2 separate regions of the Hordeum vulgare genome follow, and region 1 is linked to region 2. The links are chromatin contacts, called in public Hi-C maps. All regions are on one chromosome and are shown on one strand. The core of a region is the stretch at or near the end of the contact, and the rest is flanking DNA. Distances in the headings are between cores, read along the strand shown.

Evidence for each region. A called contact is a pair of places that touch in the nucleus more often than the background predicts.
Region 1: a contact with region 2 is called in a Hi-C map of seedling, with 7 times the contacts expected there. The contact joins the promoter of LOC123424461 here to the promoter of LOC123424450 in region 2. A contact is called at or near these places in 5 of 6 Hi-C or Micro-C datasets (leaf, seedling and an unstated tissue) and 1 of 1 datasets of contacts at active chromatin or transcription factors (embryo).

Annotation. Positions count from the first base shown.
Region 1 is chr1H:67,621,693-67,627,720 of MorexV3_pseudomolecules_assembly, forward strand. LOC123424461 (mitogen-activated protein kinase 14) reads left to right here and starts at 4,132. Exons shown (of 10, transcript XM_045108090.1): 1 at 4,132-4,288; 2 at 5,322-5,727. The coding sequence starts at 5,331.
Region 2 is chr1H:67,293,125-67,298,492 of MorexV3_pseudomolecules_assembly, forward strand. LOC123424450 reads right to left here and starts at 1,286. Exons shown (of 5, transcript XM_045108076.1): 1 at 825-1,286; 2 at 512-728. The coding sequence starts at 890.

The DNA of each region.
Region 1 (6,028 bases), core at 2,882-5,381, 330 kb after region 2:
CAGCCTTACACTTTTTCTTCGTTGCACTTTCCGCCTTCAGATCTAACTTTGCAATCAATCTTGAAGGGATTGGCAACCCTTTATAGCGTTGGGTGCAAGCTCTTTTGTGTTTGCACAGGTACTCTGGACTTGACGAGATTCTCCTACTGGATTGATACCTTGGTTCTCAAACTGAGGGAAATACTTACTGCTCCTGTGCTGCATCGCCCTTTCCTCTTCAAGGAAAAAACCAACGCAAGCTCAAGAGACGACGGAAGGATTTCTGGCACCATTGTCAGGGAAGAACTTTTGTTGTCGTAGTAGTGGATTAGGCTCTAATGAGCTGTCCACGTCGGCCCCCACCGGAGCCTCGCCGGCGGCGACCAAACCCACGGCAGATCCTCGCCGGAGTTGCTATAAAACGTGCTGTGAGGCTCGGATTTGAGTGCCGAGAGCACTTGGAGGAAGCCCAGGCTCGACCTCATCTAACAGGGGCAGTGAGGGGAGCTAGGGGTGGCCGAGAGCACCGGCAACGAGCCATGGCGGCCATCGGAGATCGAGTTCGACGGCCATGGGGCTAGAGAGCAGGAGAGGGAGGGGTAGATGGGGGGGGACACTCCGGAGCTCACGGCAATGTCGATGAGAGGCTCAGGCTGCTCGGGAAGGCGCTGGATCTGGTGAATCGACGACGACTTGCCCGCGGCCGAAGGTGGAAGACGACGGTGACGAGGGTGGTGCAGGGCTCGGGGGCTCGTTTTCTTTGGCGTGGATGACGTGCGCATCGAGGCGGAGAGGATGGCGTGCTCGGGGAAGCTTGCGGTGGCCAGAGGTGACGGCTACCTCGAGCTCGGCTCTAATGGCGGCCGAGATGAGGGGAGGCACGAGAGCGAATGGGGAGAGGAAGAGGATTGGGATGGACTCGGGAGGCTTATCCCTCCGCGACTAGCGCGGCGGAGTGGCCAGGCAGGCACTCTGGTGCGTGGCCGCGCCGGAGGAAGCGGCGGCCACCTCCTGCTGCCGACTGGCGAGGGGAAGACGACAGGAGCAGATGGGTTGGGCCAAGGTGAGCGTGAGGTAAGCTTTTTCCATTTTTCTTTCTTTTTTGATTTCTGTTAAATCATTTCTGACATTTGTTTGATTTTATTTTGGCTCCAAACTATTCCTATAAATAGGGAATAAAACTCTGGGGTGTTATTTGGAATATTTTCAAGCCCCTATAAATAATTCAACATTTTATGAAATTCTGAAATATTTAAAATCACATATTTGGGTGATTCTAGTGGCTTTTGTGGTTTAAATAAAATGCTAAATGTATTTTAAAAATAAGTTCCACCCTGAAATATTGTTTCCATTATTTATCAAAAAGGGTGGGCTTTTCTGAAAACCATTTTGGGTTCATTGAACTTTTGCTTTATTGGAATTTAGTTAAATATAGAAGTGCTAGTTTTTTTTTCTTTGATTTCTATTTGCACTTTTAAATGCAATAATAAAACATGAGCACTTGCTAAACTTCAATTGAAAACTAGGGATGTGACAATCAACAAAAATACACACAGAAAATGAGGCAATGATTGTATCGTGCATTAATAGACTGTTTTTGCATTTTTTTGTATAGTGACCAAAGTGAGCGCCATGAGAAGTCTAACCATGAACACATTTTACTTCTTCAATTACAATCCAAAGAAGTTTTTCATCATACTTTGACACACTTGTTTAATATAAAGCCAAGATACATGGTGCTTGGACTTAACAAATTGGGCAAATGATGTGTCCTCAACAAAACACCAAGAAGTAGTGTTACGGTCAAGCATACAAAAACTATAGGTATACAAAAAAGAACATAATAGTTATCACAAAATAAAAGCAGAAAAAACCCAAAAGTTAATCTGGTGAAAAGATAAGGGGCTAAAGAAGATATGTTAATTTCCTGTATTTTTTCTTATATAAATGTTTTCTTCTCTCACCAAGTTGCCTTTAGCATTTTCCCCAAATAAAATTTGTTTTATTTTATAAAATTATTGGTCCTCTTAAACGGCCAATCACGACGCTATTCAGTTGGATTCTCGCAAAAAAAGGTAAGAAAAAGGCGGGAGGTGTTATTGCGGATTATGCACCGGTGAAAGAGCATGTGGTGTGGAAGTCACCTCCCGCGGATTATATCAAGATCAATGTTGATACTAGTTCTGTGGAGAGCATTAATGTTGTGAGTGTGGGAGTTGTTGCTAGGAATTCGTCTGGCGTAATTATCATGTCCTCGTGGGATTTTATTAGTCAGTGTGCTAGTGTCAATGAAGCTCAGCTCCGTGCCTGCCTAGAGGGTCTTTATATTGGCATTACCCTTCACCAGTCTATTATTTTCGAGGCTGATTGTGCTTTCTTCATATATTCTTTCCTTGCAAGTAAGAAGCTTCATAGATCCCCTCTCGTTGACCTAAAGAAAGAGGCTTTGAGTATTGCCAAGATGTTCCAAAATTTAAGTTGCTCAAAAATAAATCGGCGTGTCAATGAGGTGACACCTCATATTGCTAAGTTAGTTTTAGTAGTAGGTCCGACGGGTTGATGGTCAACTCTGTTCCGCCCTGCGTGGTGTATGTTGTAATGAATGATTGTAATAACCTTTTGTTTATTTAATCAATATATGGGGTGTTTAAAAAAAACTCTTTTGGGTACTTTTTTCTTGACCCCAAGCTAGAACTCTTACTTTTTTACATCGACAAATCTACTAGTCGAGTTTTAGTAGGCTCAAGCCTGCCCTCGAAAGTTAGTTCTTTTTACTGCTACTCCCAACCTGCTAGAAATTGCTTGAACCCAGAAAAGTGTCAACTTCCTTAGCCCAAACACAGATTCGTGCGTGGTCATGACTCACGAGCCAACTCACACAATGTCTCCTCATTTGGGCCAGCCTCTACGAGCCCTAGTCGCCAAAAGAAGGCGACACAACATACTAACAGGAAGCCCGCCACGCCTCCCCCACCCCACACACACACACCGAGTTCCCGAGGATGGCACCACATCGTCGTCCAGCCCGTTCGCTGCCGGATGATTATAAGTCTACATCAGATGGATTTGAAGACACTTCAGTTTTCTAACTCTAGTTTTTCATGCTCGTACTAGGTAAGTTCAATTGAGAATGGCTTGCATGCAGATATGTATTGTATTTCGATCATGATGATGGGAGTATGGTTCGTTATCATAATAACCTTACAAGCCATGGTCTTCGTCCTATCATATACAAGAAGTACATGTGCACCATGAAAGTATAGAATGATTGTCTTTATCTTATCTGTCTCGTTGTTTCTTTTGTCTAATTTATGTATTAAGGAAGGTTTGGCATCGTAACTTTTTTAGAGATATTTAACTATTCACTAGCTTGTACAGTACTCGATAAATCCCCGAATGACTTGTTTAAAATCTGATATTTAACAAAAAAGAACCAGTAACCATGTTCCGTGGAGCAATCTAGGAAATTTTGAACTTATTTGCACTACAAAATTAGAAGGCAGTGGCTATTTTCCTTCTGGTTAACTCTTCAAAACCACGTCCGACTCACCAGCACGTGTATTTCTCTTTTTTTTGGTTTGGCGACGGCTTTATGTAAACGCACCATCAATCAACCACAAACAGCAATAACAGAACACAAAACGGAGAACGGATCAATCATCGAATCGTGCCTTAACAACAACCTATAAACGATCCACTTTACTTGATACGGTGGGCAAAGCGAGTAAGACAAGAAGCTCAATCACACACACGACCCCAATCTCACTTCCCCAATTGCCATCCACACAGCCCCCTAATCACACCTCCTCCTCCTCACCAGAAAGCCAAAGACACGTCATCCTCCAACCTAATAACAAAAGTAACAAACCGTGCGAACGAGCCGTCGTCATCAATCAACAAAAATAATAATACCCGGGGCTTCTCCTCCATCCTCGCCAGCCAAACGGCACGCGAAACGGGAAAGGGGAACCGTCCTGACGGCCGCCTCTCCCCATCCGAGTGGGCCGCGCCTCCAAACCAAACGAGGCCAAGCGATTTCGTTTCCCCCTTTTTATAAAAATAAAATAAATATGATAAGCAGATAAACAGAAGCAAACCACCCGGAAATCTAGTCAGGAAATTAACACACCCCGGGATATAAATTCTGAAAGCGGAGGCCTTCTCTCTCCTGACTGCCCAGCTACCACCGCCCCCCTCCCCTCCCCTCTGTCCTCGAGCTTCGCCTTGGATCGCAGCGCAGCGCAGCTGGACGAGGACTCCTTCCCTCGGCCGCGGCCCCCTCCCCCTCGTCGCGCGCGCGAGTGAGCGAGTGAGCTCCCTTCCCCCATCCCCACGCCCCCGCTCTCCTCCTCCTCCTCCCCCCTTTCTTGCTGGATCGGGCGTGCTCGAAGATCTCGCCTTTCTCGCGCGAAAGATCCCCTCTCCTCCCGGGAGAGATCTGCCGGGAGGGCGCGGCAGGCGCGGAGGAAGCACGCCGTGCCCCCCTCTCCGTTCCGCCGAGTGCCCCTGCCGCCGGCCCCCACGCTCCAGCGCCGTGCCGGGAGTTAGTAGCAGCGTTCTTTCTTTTCTTGGAGTGGATTGGTGGTCTTCTTGGCTCGGGATCTTGGTCAGTCCGGAGCTTTTGCTCGCCGAACCGCGAAGCCGCGCTGTCCTGGCCGCAGGCTTGTTCCCCGCTGTAGAACCCGGCGGCTAGACGGATCTACTCGATTTGGAGTTTCGGTTGCTTTATTACGAGAGATTTGGAGTGCTTTTTGGTGGAAAGAACTGGCGCCGGCTGCTTGGTTTTGCAGGCCTCGCCGGTTCCTCTTGTAAACTGATGCCCGGCAGTAATGGTGCTACTGTTCAACCCTCTCAGTTCGAGCTATATGAGCCAAACTTTGTTTAAGGCCTTGACTTGAGTAGTTATGCTGTCGTCTTCATATCTTTACCCACCTCTCTGTGCGGCAGTACGCATGCTTCATGCCATCCCAACAATTCCATCGGTTGGGCAAAAAGTTTCATCTTGTTTTCGGGAACGAAAGGAATGCCCCCTAGACGTCCTCGCTGCATCATGTGGTTCTAGTGCTGTTAATTTGCTTCCAAGCAACTTTTCAGATAAAATTTGTTACTTTATGTTTCGATCATGCTATAGTTTGCGATGTATGATCTCTCCATGGAACTTGATTTCCCATGTGGTCATTTTGGCTTACTATTTGGCTAGTGTCCTTTTGTACATAGTCCTCGTCGCTTGCCAAATTATGACTCTAATATCTATTTTGAGTGTCACCATCTCACCATATCATACTAAAGAACACAAATCATCAGTGCTCAAGCTGACCCATATTCTGTTTTTTGTGACACAGACATCTCAAATGGACTTTTTTACCGAGTATGGTGAGGGGAACAGATACAAGATAGAAGAGGTTATAGGAAAGGGGAGTTATGGCGTGGTCTGCTCTGCTTTGGATACTCACACGGGTGAGAAAGTTGCTATCAAGAAGATCAATGACATCTTTGAGCATGTGTCTGATGCCACACGGATACTCCGCGAGATCAAGTTGCTTAGGCTCCTAAGACATCCCGATATTGTGGAAATTAAACATATTCTACTTCCTCCGTCGAGGAGAGAGTTCAAGGATATATACGTTGTTTTTGAACTCATGGAATCTGATTTGCACCAAGTTATAAAGGCAAATGATGACTTGACTCCGGAACATTATCAGTTTTTCTTGTATCAGTTGCTCCGGGGATTGAAATACATACATACAGGTAACTGATTTATTTTCACATCAAAGATGGTTCTTTTGCATGTTTCAACAGCTGGATGTCAGGCTCTCAATTTTTACTAATAACTGCAGCAGCCATGAATGGTCAATGTGTTTACAAGTGATACACATGTCAGTGGATAACAATACCATGTCAAATTCGAAACTATACACATGTCAGTAGCTAACGACGATGTATTGGTCATGTTGGCATTTGTGAAAAGCTTTAAAACCTTATAGTATGTTCCACAAACTTTATAGTCAAGAGAACAAATATGGACCTGTGTAGTACTTTGATACAGGTC
Region 2 (5,368 bases), core at 36-2,535:
TGAAAAAGGCAGTCAAGTCCAATAGATTTTGCTTGCTACGCAGACAAAGCAGTTTACTTGCAAAAGGAATGTTTTTGTATCACTTTTGTAGTCCGCAAGCTAAGGCTCGTGCAGCATGCTTCTTGTTGAATACAGTGCAAGTTCGGTCGACAATCTTCTGCGTGCAGCACAGAACAAAGCAGTCGACATGTAGAGGTTTTTTTTGTCACTTTTTAAAGCCGCAAGCCACGGCTCATGCATCATGATTCTCGCTTCTTTAGGTTAACAATCAGCAACCTTTAAATATCGTTGCGTTCAGTAAATCAGAATACTTGCTTTCACGCTGGGTCAGGATTTGACGCTGGTTGTAACCTTCGACGAGGCAAAAGCGTTAAGCTCATGAGCAGATGGGCTCTCGGTCAAGCTGACCTCTGCAGCATCCGATGATCAAACGAGGCATGCGTATATGGCAACATTCAGCATCATATTGAGGAGTCAGCGCGCGCCGGCACGGCTAGAACGGGTTTATCACCTTGCGCGTCGATGAGCGCGGCGCTGTCGAAGGCCTGGTAGGCGGCAGCGGCGGCCTGGCCGATCCCGGGGACCATCATCTGCAGGGGCTGCTGCGCCTGGTAGGCGCCCTCGAGGAGGTGCTGCTGCGGGGAGAGCTGCACGGCGGCGCTCCTCCCAGCGTCCTGCTGCTGCTGCTGGGACCTCTTCCCCTGGAACGGCAGGACGCCATGGAGCTCCTGCACAGCCACACCATCATCGACATCAATTCATCGTCCCGGGCAGAAGCTGAGGTAGGCGGCCCGTGGGGGACGGGCGCGCGCGAAAGAAGGTACCTTGGATGGCGCTAGGAGGACGGGGGAGGCGGTGGCGGAGGCGAGGAGGGACAGGTCGCCCACCATCGCTCGCGGGGAGCGGATAGAGGTGCTAGGGAGTAGGAGAAACTCTCGACGAGAAGGGAAGGGAGGTTGTGTGGGCGGGGAGGGGATAAATCGGCGGAGTTACCGGTGGCGATGGTGGAGCCGGGGCGGGGCGTGCGGCGTGGAGGCGCGGAGGCCCCGGGAAAATGACCGGCGATTTCGCCCGGCGCGGCGTCGGGAGGGGAAATCGAGGGGGAAATCTTGGGGCTGGTCGGCCGTGGCTGTGGTTGGGTGGGTGAGGCGGTCGCTCTCCTCTCCCCTTGTGGAGGAGGAGGAAGGTTCGCGAAGGGGACGGGAGTGCGGGGCACGGGAGGGCGGAAGACCGCGGGAATGTGTGGGCGCGCCCGCGGCTGCCGCTTGTGGTCTTGTGGCCTGTGGCTGCCGTGCCGTCGACTGTCGACGGGGCGCCGATATTTTTTGCGGGCGGGCGCGGCCGACGGGGCGTCTTGGCGTCTGCCGCCGACCGCCGAGGTGAATCTGATCGATGACGGATTCCTCGATTCATGGTGAACTCGTTACTCGTCATCCGCGGGGTGGGGCCATACAAGAGAGGGATGTGAGTTTTTCTTTTCGTGGTCAGACCTTTTCCAATGGGGGAATTTGAGGATTCGCCCTATGTTTCCCAGCACTACGAGGAATTGCCCTCGTTTTTCTCATAACTGATTGTTTGCCACAGTTTTGTCCGTAATTTGATGGTTTGCCCCTGCCAGGACGGACCAACGAAAAATTTCTAAAACGCCCCTGCATTACACATGATTGAGCCCCATCTCTCGTCTTTTTTCCCGAGCCGACTAAGTCGCGTCGGACGACGGCGGTGACTTTCCCTCCCAACTCCCAAGCATCGGGTGACGGCGCATTGTTGTGGCGGAAATTTCTTCGAGAAGATTACCTTAACAGCGGCAGCGACCAGGAGGCTAGCTGCACTCCTCCCTCTCCCCTTCTCCGAGGCCCTGCCTCGGTCCATCTCCTTCAAGTCACCTCTCTCGACTGTAACTTGGTGACGCCGGCTTCGACTACTTGTACTGCATGGTGTACGAGCAGTGGATCCAACGACCTGAACAGCAGTGCAGACAAGCAGCAGCTAGCGGTGGCATGGACAAGCTGCAACAAGCAGCAGCTACCGGCGGCGTGGACAATACTAGCAACGACATGGTCAGCTTGCAGGGCGCGTGACCATGCAAGATAGGCCCGGCGGCTGTGACCAGCAACCACCTCTATTCGTTGTCTTTTTTCAGTAAAGTATTGTATGACTGAACCGAGAGACGCAATACTAGCAATCAATTTTCTTGATTTCTGCTTCAATCAATCAAAGTTTGTTCTGGCTAGCTTCTTCCAATGATGTAGACAATGATGGATGTCCAGGCCTAATTCATGTCTATGTAGTTTTGTGACCGTGTCTCGTATCCGCCCGCGCAGCAAGCAGTCAAAGGGAAATCTGAACTGGAGGATAAATTGGTCATCCGTTTTGTTGCGTATTCTAAAAACTAAGTGAAGTGGTTAAAAAGGGCAAATCATCAAACTGCACGCAAAGTTGTGGCAAATTATTAGTTACAAGAAAAACAAGGGCAATTCCTCAAAGTGCTGGGAAACATGGGACGAATCCTTAAATTCCCCTTTCCAATGAAGTGTTTAGACTAGGTGCCAAGACGCCTCGGACAGTGTATAAATTTGGAGAAATCGACCATTGATACGTCTTCGTCGTATCTACTTTTTCAAACTCTTTTGCCCTTGTTTTGGACTCTAATTTGCATGATTTGAATGAAACTAACCCGAACTAACGCTGTTTTCAGCAGAATTGCCATGGTGTTGTTTTTGCGCAGAAGTAAAAGTTCTCGGAATGACCTGGAAATTTACGGGGAATTTTTGTGGAATATATTAAAAATACTGGCGCAAGAATCAACCGGAGGGGTGGAGCTGTGAGCCCACCAGGCGCGGCCCCCCCTGGCCGTGCCTGGCAGGCTTGTGGGGCCCACGAAGCTCCACCGCCTCCACTCTCAGCTCTATTTAGTCCGTTTCGTTCGGAAAAAAATCAGAGAAAAAATCAGAGAGAAGAGTTCATCGCGTTTTACGATACGGAGGCGCCGCCACCTCCTGTTCTTCCTCTAGAGGGCAGATCTGGAGTCTGTTCTGGGCTCCGGAGAGGGGAGATCGTCGCCATCGTCATCACCAACCTTCCTTCATCGCCAATTCCATGATGCTCTTCACCGTTCGTGAGTAATCTCATCGTAGACTTGCTGGACGGTGATGGGTTGGATAAGATCTATCATGTAATCGAGTTAGTTTTTACGGGGATTAATCCCTAGTATCCACTATGTTCTGAGATTGATGTTCCTACTACTTTGCCATGCTTAATGCTTGTCACTAGGGCCCGAGTGCCATGATTTCAGATCTGAACCTATTATGTTGTCGCCAATATATGTCTGTTCTTGATCCTATCTTTCAAGTTGTAGTCACCTACTATGTGTTATGACCCGGCAACCCCAGAGTGACAATAGCCGGAACCACTCCCAGAGATGACTATAGTATGAGGAGTTCATGTATGCACCAAGTGTTAATGCGTTGGTCCGGTTCTTTATTAAAAGGAGAACCTTAATATCCCATAGTTTCCATTAGGACCCCGCTGCCACGGGAGGGATGGACAATAGATGTCATGCAAGTTCTTTTCCCTAAGCACGTATGACTACATACGGAATACATGCCTACATTACATTGACGAACTGGAGCTAGTTACATATCTCTCTGTGTTATAGTTGTTACATGATGAATACCATCCGGCATAATCATCCATCACCGATCCAATGCCTACGAGTTTTTCCTACTGGTCCTTGCTATGTTACTTTGCCGCTACTATTGTCACTGCTGCTATTGTTACTCTGTCGCTATTGCTGTTGCTGCTACTACTGTTACTCTGTCACTACTGTTGTCACTTTGTTGCTACTGGTTACCGTTGCTACTGTTGCTATCACACTACCTTGCTACTGATACTTTGCTGCATATACTAATTCTTTCAGGTGTGGTTGAATTGACAACTCAACTGCTAATACTTGAGAATATTCTTTGGCTTCCCCTTATGTCGAATCAATAAATTTGGGTTGAATACTCTACCCTCGAAAACTGTTGCGATCCCCTATACTTGTGGGTTATCAAGACCTTTTTCTGGCGCCGTTGCCGGGGAGGCATAGCTCTATTCTCCGAGTCACTTGGGATTTACGTCTGCTGATCACTATGAGGAATCCGAAAGATCCAAAAACTAAAGTCTTGCCCTCAACTACGAGGATAGGTAAGGAACTGCCATCTAGCTCTGCACTTGATTCACCTTCAGTTATAAGTAAGTTTGCGACACCACCTCCTGCTAGAAATTTTGATGTGTCGCCTGTGCTTGATGATGCTACTTCTGCTGCCCATGATGCTATGCTTGATACTGCTTTGCCACTAGGTGCATTCCTTGATGCACAAATTGTTAGAGTTGCTGCTAGATGTGATGATACTTCTGAAACTGCTGATACTATTGAAGTAGAACCTGCTATTTTGTCTGTTAGAACTAGCTCTCCTAGATATGAATTGCCTGATATGCCTGAGGGTTATGTTATGGAGGGAGAGATAGTTGAGGACTTTCTTGCATGTAAGGATAGCTATGATGTTGAGAATTTACTGCGCAAGTGGAAAGAAAAATCTCTGAACGGTAGGATGAAATACGACCCGAAGTTTGCTACTTCGCCTATCTTTGTGACCGATAAGGATTATGAATTATCTGTCGACCCTGAGTTAATCACTCTGGTCGAATCTGATCCTTTTCATGGTCATGAGTCTGAAACGGTTGTAGCCCATCTTACCAAACTGCACGATATAGCTACCCTATTCACGAGCGAGGAAAAGATCCGCCACTACTATATCCTCAAGTTGTTTCATTTCTCGTTAAAGGATGATGCTAAGACTTTGTTCACTTCTCTTGCTCATGGTTGTGTGCGTAGCCCCCAGGATATGATCTACTACTTCTTTGAGAAATATTTCCCTGTCCATAAGAAGCAAGTTGCCTTGCAGGAAATATACAACTTTGCGCAAGTTGAAGAAGAGAGTCTCCCACAAGCTTGGGGGAGGCTCGTCCAGCTACTGAATACTTTGCCTGATCACCCTTTTGAGAAGAATGAAATACTTGATATCTTCTATAATGGACTTACCGATGCTTCTAGAGACCATCTAGATAGTTGTGCTGGTTGTGTTTTTAGGGAACGAACTGTAGAACAAGCTGAGATCCTATTGAATAATATTTTGTGCAATGAGAATGCTTGGACTATTCTCGAACCACCTCCGAAGCCAACTCCGAAGAAAATAGGTATTCTATTCCTTAGTCCTGAAGATATGCAAGAAGCTAAGAAATCTATGAAAGAGAAAGGCATTAAATCTGAAGATGTCAAAAATCTACCACCTACCGAAGAGATCCATGGTCTTGATAACCCGAT